Linked DNA regions of Danio rerio: region 1 is linked to region 2. The links are chromatin contacts, called in public Hi-C maps. All regions are on one chromosome and are shown on one strand. The core of a region is the stretch at or near the end of the contact, and the rest is flanking DNA. Distances in the headings are between cores, read along the strand shown. Region 1 holds the start of dync2i1 (dynein 2 intermediate chain 1). Region 2 overlaps esyt2b (extended synaptotagmin-like protein 2b).

Region 1 (3,995 bases), core at 1,453-3,952, 36 kb after region 2:
TGATTATAAATACTAATACTAATCAAAAGACTTTTAATTTAGATGTAGTAAAATAGTGATATTGTGAAATAGTATGGCAGATTTTACCATTTTTATATATTTTATATTTTATTTTTAAGTATTTTTGCCAATAGCTTTGCTATCACATGAAATTACACTTATAAATATTTATAAGTGGATAACAGTTAATATAATAATATGTAACAATAAAAATGTTAATCATTTCAAACATTTCACTGGTAGATTACATTATTACTATATTATACACTCACCGGCCACTTTATTAGGTACACCTTACTTGTACTGCTTTGGACCCCTTTTGCCTTTCAGAACTGTCTAAACTCTTCATGGCATAGATTCAACAAGGTACTGGAAATATTCCTCCGTATTGACATGATGGCATCATGCAGTTGCTGCAGATTTGTGTTGCACACATCCATGATGCGAATCTCCCGTTTCACCACATCCCAAAGGTGCTCTATTGGATTGAGCTCTGGTGACTGTGGAGGCCATTTGAGTAAAGTGAACTCATTCACATGTTCAAAAAGCCAGTCTAAGATGATTCGCGCCGTATGACATGGCGCTATCCTGCTAGAAGAAGTCAACAGATGATGGGTACACTGTGGTCATAAAGGGATGAATAAGGTCAGCAACAATAGTCAGGTATGCTGGGGAGCTGACACAATGTTCAGTTGGTACTAATGGGCCCAAAGTGTGCCAAAAAATTACCCCCCACACTAATACACCACCACCAGCCTGAACCGTTGATGAAAGGCCTCCATGCTTTCATGTTCCTGATGCCAAATTCTGACACGACCTTCCAAATATCGCAGTAGAAACCAAGACTCATCAGAACAGGCAATATTTTTCCAATCTTCTATTGTCCAATTTTGGTGAGCCTGTGCGAACTGTAGTCTCAGTTTCCTGTTCTTAGCTGACAAGAGTGGTCTTCTGCTCCTGTAGCCCATCCACCTCAAAATTTGAAGTGTTGTGTGTTCAGAGATGCCCTTCTACATACCTCGGTTGTAAAGAGTGGTTATTTGAGTTACTGTTGTCTTTCTATCAGCTGTAACCAGTCTGGCCATTCTCCTCTGGCATCAACAAGGCATATGCGTCCACAGAACTGCCGCTCACTGAATATTTTCTCTTTTTCTGATGATTCTCTGTAAACCATGGAGATGGTTGTGCGTAAAATTCCCAGCAGATCAGCAGTTTCTGAAATACTCAGACCAGCCGGTCTGGCACCAACAACCATGCTACATTCTAACTCACTTAAATCACCTTTCTTCCCCATTCTGATGCTCGGTTTGAACTGCAGCAGATCGTCTTGACCATGTCTATATGCCTAAATGCGTTGCTGAAGTGAGTTGCTGCCATGTGACAGTTGGACAGGTGCACCTAATAAAGTGGCCGGTAAGTGTAAGTGCAATACCTTTGATTTGACTTACATGACTTTCTTTATCTCTTCTCCTCCTCTCTTTATCTTCTCTATCCCTTCTGTGTTCTGAAACAAAAGAGATCTTATATACATTACACACTCTCAGAAAAAAATTAAATGAAATAAAAAAAAATCACTATTTATAAACTGCTATAACCAAACCTCTTTCTTTGTGCCCAGAGTGTTCTTTGTCGCTGTGTCTCTCTCGCCTTTCTCCTTCTCTTTGCTTTTCATCATATTCAAGTCTATACCGGTCACTTTCTCTTGCTCTGTGTCTTTCTCTTCTCTCTCGTTCTCTTTCTTTGTCTCTTTCCCTCTCCTCTTTTTCTCCTTCTCCTCTCTCCTCTTTCCTTCGAGCTCTCTCAGCCCTCCTTCTATCTCTTTCTCTTTCCTTGTCCTCCTGATTGTACATGTCCACATTCCTGTCTTTCTCTCTATCCCTCCGTCTTTCACCATTTTCCTTATCATCTCTATTATATCTTTTCTCATCTTCATCTCCATCCCCATGTCTCGCTTTCTCCCGCTCTCTCCTTCTCTCTTTGTGTCTATCCTCCCTGACATCTTCCCGTTTGATATCCTGGTTTCTGTCCCTCTCTGGATCTCTGTGTTTACTCCCCTCTCGTTCTCTCCGCTTTTCTTTCTCTCTCCTTGGATCTCGGTCAGGATCTCTGTGTCTGCGATCCTCTGATTCTCCATCCCTGTGTTTTCTGTGCTCCTCTACTCGCTTGGATCTTCTTCTGCTCTCCTCATTGTGTGCCTGGTGAAACAATAGCATTTTAACAGGTTGTGCATTTAAGCTATCTCTTTTACTTGCACACAAGCAAACTGCAGATTACCTGAATGTGCACTTTTAAATCATCAGACCTCCAAGTGTCTTCTTTAGTTATTTTCTTATGAGGGAAATGGACAGTACATGTGTTAAAACTGTGAAGAATGAAGCTCGTGGCTGCGTTAACGATACATAATATAACTAATTAAGTACTGCTTGACTCAGTGTTCACATTATGAGATGACAGTAATGAACAGGTTTAACTGAAGCAGTTTTATTTCGCTATCGACGAGTGGCTAATCGCACTGTTTAGCGTTAAACTATCAGCAATAAAACAGTCTCTATTCACCAGTTTCTATCATACGGGTTAAGAGTTGCTATACCTTCACAGAGCGCATTACTTCAGGGATCCACTTTCTCTTATTTATCCAACAATCGTAAGTTTGTGTTGACAGCTTTTTCCTCCGCCATCCCGCTACACAGCTACAGCGCACGCGCAGTTTAATGATACTATGGCAACATGACTAGCTGGTAACAACAGACTAATAAATCGAGCAAAGAGCAGTCGTTTGATACAAACGTTACTATGGGACACGCAGTCGATTTTTAACAATAGTCGAGAAATCGAACTGATAAAATGACTACAGTCTTTGCCTATTTGTCAAGATCTGGGGCGGCCAAACTTATTTTTTTTATAAAAGGCCAAAAAACCAAACTTGATTGAGGGCTGTGTGCCAAAGCTAAATACACCAAACCGTATATTAAATTTGCCATGGGTAATTTTCTAATAATTTGCTAAGATTTAAAAATAACTAGAAATAACATTGCTTTAAACTTATTAATTTAAGATGCAGTATCATTGTTAGCATTATATAATGAACATTACAGTAAAAACATAAACAATCCCATTTATAACATGGAGTTCAATGCTGATTACACTAGTCGAGCTGCCTTAAAATTTGCCTTGATTTGCTCGTTAGTGTTGTCAATTGACAGTATTTACGTTTTAAAAGTCTGATTTATTTTCAACATTTAATTGAAACTTTTAATTTTAGTTGTCTTTTTTTTTAAATCCTCAATAACCTCCCTATCATTCTCCCCCTCTTTTCAGGTGGGATGGTGGGCCAAACCAATATGGGCCAACTTTGTCCCGCGAGCCCTTCTTTGGGCATATCTGGTCAAAATAGTCAAGATGTAAGTCTGTGTTCTAAGCATATATACAGTTGAAGTCAGAATTAGCCCCCGTTTGAATTGTTTTTTCTTTTTTAAATATTTCCCAAATGATGTTTGCAGGGAATTTTCTTCTAAAGTCTTATTTGTTTTATTTCGGCTTGAATAAAAGCAGTTTCATTTTTTAAAAAGATTTTAAGGTCAAAATAATTACCCCTATTAAGCTATATATATATATATATATATATATATATATATATATATATATATATATATATATATATATATATATATATATATTTTTAGTAGTCTCCAGAACAAACCATTGTTATACAATAACTTGCCTAATTAACCTGATAACCTAATTAACCTAGTTAAGACTTTAAATGTCTCTTTAAGCTGTATAGAAGTGTCTTGAAAAATATCTAGTCTATTATTTACTGTCATCACGACAAAGATAAAATAGATACGTTTTTAGAGATGAGTTATTAAAACTATTATGTTTAGGAATGTGTTAAAAAATTGCTCTTCTTTAAACAGAAATTGGGGGAAAAATAAACAGGGGGCTAATAATTCAGGGGGGGCTAATAATTCAGGGAAGCTAATAATTCCGACTTT
Region 2 (3,859 bases), core at 31-2,530:
ACATTGATCTCGTGGACCAACATGAACACCCGCCGATGACCAACTCGCACCTGCTGTTTCTTCACAATGGATGTCCAGCGATCTCCAGCCTCAAACACCTAGACTGCAGCTCTGCACAAGAAGTTTGGCCAGAGGAGAAATGGTCGTGCCAACTGAGCCTGGTTTCTGTCAAGGTTTTTGCCTTCACTTTGGTCGATTGGTAGGTTTGTGTCTCACCACTGGCTTGCTTGAGTTTTTTGTACTGCTCTTATCGAAGATCTGGACTTTGACTGGACTATTGAACACCGTAATTATTATTGTTTTTTTCAGCTGTTCCTTTGAAGATTTGTTGCTGTGCTTGGGATCATTGTTTTATGACCCAATTTGGCTCAGCTTTTACTGCGGGATGGGCATTGTTAATACACACTTGAAGACTTCAGATCAATAAACTGCTAAAACTGCTAATGGTCTGTTAAGGCATTTGATAAGTAGTGCTTGACTTATTATTCTTTTTGTTAATGCTAAATGTTGTTGTTTATCTGAGGCTTATTTAAAAAAAAGTTTTACCTGCCAAAGATTTGGAAAAACTGTAAGTTGATATGATGTTTAAACCTTTTCACAGGACTTTATATATATTCTGTGATAAAAAAAAAAATTGATTCATTCATTTTCTTTTCGGCTTAGTTCCTTTATTAATCTGGGGTTGCTACAGCGGAATGAACTGCCAACTTATCCAGCACATATTTTACACAGCGGATACCCTTCCAGCTGCAACCCATCACTGGGAAACACCCATACACTACAGACAATTTACCTTACCCAATTCACCTATAGCACATGTCTTTGGGGGGAACAGGAGCACCCAAAGGAAACCCATGCCAACATGAGGAGAAAATGCACACTCCGAATAGAAATGCCAACTAACCCAGCCGAGGCTCGAACCAGTGACGTTTTTGCTGTGTGGTGACAGCACTTCCCACTGCGCCACCCCAAATTTGCATGTTATGCTTTGTTTTATTTAGAAAACTTGATCCCCAAAACCTTAAAGCGCAGTATCTCCAATTCCCTCAGAATGCAAACAGATGCTTATAATTTCTCATTTGTAGGTGGCTTTTTTTGCTGGGTTGTGGTGTTTGTATTGGTCTTACACTCAGATTAGGAAACATCTTCTGAAACCATGGCTCATCCACAAACTGCAGGAGGAACTCTGGAATATTTGAAGATGGGGGTGGAGGGGGCGGGGGAGTGGGTTGTTTAGGTGGAGACGGAGGTGGGATAGGGGTGGGTATAGGAGGGGGAGGTGGTGAAGGTTTGGGGGGTGGAGTCTGACGGGGTGTAGAAGGTTTTATTGGGGAAGGGGGCTTTGGAGGCTGTGAAGAAATGAACATGAGAGAGCATTTAGAGGAAGAAATGAAATGGTTAGGTGACATCATTAGATTTTCTTCCTTGAAGTGTAGTTGCATTTACCATTGCTTGGCAAAATGCAAAATCAAGTTAGAAATTGCTCAAAAGTTTTCAATGAATACAAAAAAGTTCCACATATATATGTGAATAAGTCAATTAATTACTTTGACCAACAGAAAGCAGTGTGTTTTTAAAGTTGCCTTTGTGTGAGAAGTGATTTTAACATCACACACTATTACCCACACCTTTACAAAACACAGTCAGGGGCAACCATCAACATACAAAAAGTCACTACAGTGTCAGGTTACTGATGTTAAAGCATAATGGAAGTGTTTTTACCCATAACTGATAACAGGACTCTTCTTTTTTAACCCTTTATAGGGCACTCGTTGAAATACAGATCAGTAAAGCCTGGAGTGTTAGTAAGGGTTATTACAAGACTTACAAGAAAAAAAAGTCATATTTTAAATAAATGTCAATGAAGTTAGCATATACGATTACTTGCCCAATAAAGGGTTAAAAACAATCATGCTTAATTGCATAATTTGTGCACCAACAGGGGGGAGTACAAATGCACCCTATATGAGATATATTATTTTACTCATATATGTAACTTTAATCAAATGCATGAGACTAGATTTAGGATTAAAAAAAACACAACAATATCCTAACAGGAAATATGTGTTTTTCTTCCATCAGTCGAGGGGGGAAAGGGCTCTTCTGTATGGATTGTGTTTTTAGAATCGGTGGAGGGTGCATTTTAGACTCTCCCCCCTCCTTCCTCTCCTCCTCTCCGTTATGCAGGAGTTGCACTTCATCTAGATCGCTCTGCTCATGACAGGCAAAAAAAAAGAAAAAAAAAAGACAATTCCATCAAACACTGCGCATTTCCACAAAAGCAAAAATTTAAGTCGTTAAAAAACAAATAAAGTTTTTTTTGACATTTATAATATATAATATAATATATATATTTAAATTTACTCTAATGGTAAATATAAAAAACATTTGGTTTATATATATGTAACATCATTTTAAAATGAAGCAAATGTATTCTATACACATTCTCAAACCTGTCTTTTTGGAGGCAGGGGAGGCAGCTCAGGATGTTTAGGTGGAAACAGTAAAGAACATATCTCAAACATATCCTCTGGAATCTAGTAGAATCATACAGAGTCTTAATATCATAATAATTTCACAAACATATCACATTTTTGATAAATTAAACAGAAAATAAAAGTTGAACTGTAGTCATGAACTTACTCTTATATCAAGGGGTTGTCTGTAAATTTTACTCAGGTAATTACTAAAGGCCTCTTGTTTGGTTTGTACAGTGGCTATTTTTTTAGTTCTGCACTCAATCTCTCCTTTTCGTAGGGATTCCAGATCTTTATGTCTTGCCATGAAAACTCCAAAGTCCTTTAATCAAACATTTGGATTATTTCAGGTTTTATGGGGAAATTGCATATGCATAATGTATTTTATACTGTACACACTGTATATCCTATAATTAACCCTTAACATAAACGTTTTTTCTTTTAATTTATACAAATAAATTTTAATAATTTAGGACCAAAATATGTCCACACAAAGTCAAAAATGACTGGTATTTCTTTGCTGGTATAATGATTACCAAAGCCATAAAAACAAAACATCACCTCGGAATTAAAAGGTTCTATATGCGTTCTGAATGATTTTGAGATATTGAGCTTCAAAGTTTTTGCATTCCATAGCAAACAGTATGTGTGTAACATTTGTTTTTTTTAAATAAAAAAGTCTTAAAATGTAAACAACTTATTAAAAATATCCCATAACGTAAACTTAAAAATAGTTGTCAATTAATAAGAATATGCCAATACCTCAATTTTGACAAAAATGTCAGATAGAACCTTTTAATAAGGTGACGAAATGTTAATATTTTTTTATAACCTTAAAAATACCCATAACTTTCATGTTTGTAATAAAGATTTACTACTTTAACAGTTTTATTTATAGGACAGCTCAATGTTTTTATGATGTACAGAAGGGTGAGTGACCTGTAATCTGAAAACATGCATACTAGTGCACACATTATTACATATATTTGATACTTACTGGATCTTTAGTATAATCAAGCGATTTAGGACCATCCTTTCGAATAAAACAGCAACTCTCCATTCTGTTAGGTGTTTAATACAAAGAAAAAAAATTGGATGTGTATCTATATATGTGTGTAAATACTGCATTTGAGTTGAGCTTTACCTGGATTTGAGGCTAGTGTTCCAAGATTTGGGCAATTCAGTGTCTGGATCACATTTCTCAGTGGGTGATAAAATGAAAACACAAATGATTTCTGACTATACATCCTAATTAAGTAAAGTATAATAAAGTAAATATCCACTATTTTGAAGTATAGTTTCACTCAAACTATTATTCTAGAACATTTTTAACATTAGTATTTGTAAATACGCCAAGACCCTGACAACTTTTAAAGAGGGTC

What was found. A called contact is a pair of places that touch in the nucleus more often than the background predicts.
Region 1: a Hi-C map of hematopoietic stem cells shows a contact between it and region 2, with 2.2 times the contacts expected there. The contact joins the promoter of dync2i1 here to the enhancer-like site in region 2. A contact is called at or near these places in 3 of 18 Hi-C or Micro-C datasets (caudal fin, embryo and hematopoietic stem cells).

What each region holds. Positions count from the first base shown.
Region 1 is chr7:40,484,642-40,488,636 of GRCz12tu, forward strand. dync2i1 (dynein 2 intermediate chain 1) reads right to left here and starts at 2,703. Exons shown (of 20, transcript XM_073908848.1): 1 at 2,591-2,703; 2 at 1,601-2,195; 3 at 1,449-1,504. The coding sequence starts at 2,605. All of the region lies in intron 1 of esyt2b (extended synaptotagmin-like protein 2b), which reads left to right.
Region 2 is chr7:40,449,666-40,453,524 of GRCz12tu, forward strand. All of the region lies in intron 1 of esyt2b (extended synaptotagmin-like protein 2b), which reads left to right. si:ch73-174h16.5 reads right to left here. Exons shown (of 19, transcript XM_021477935.3): 8 at 3,622-3,677; 9 at 3,475-3,538; 10 at 2,644-2,799; 11 at 2,454-2,537; 12 at 2,056-2,211; 13 at 1,128-1,349. Among named protein-coding and RNA genes, the nearest start is that of si:ch73-174h16.5, 11 kb to the right of the region's middle. Within about 2 kb of position 1,281, at least 4 of the 62 cell types and tissues checked have an H3K27ac peak or open chromatin away from gene starts, as enhancers often do.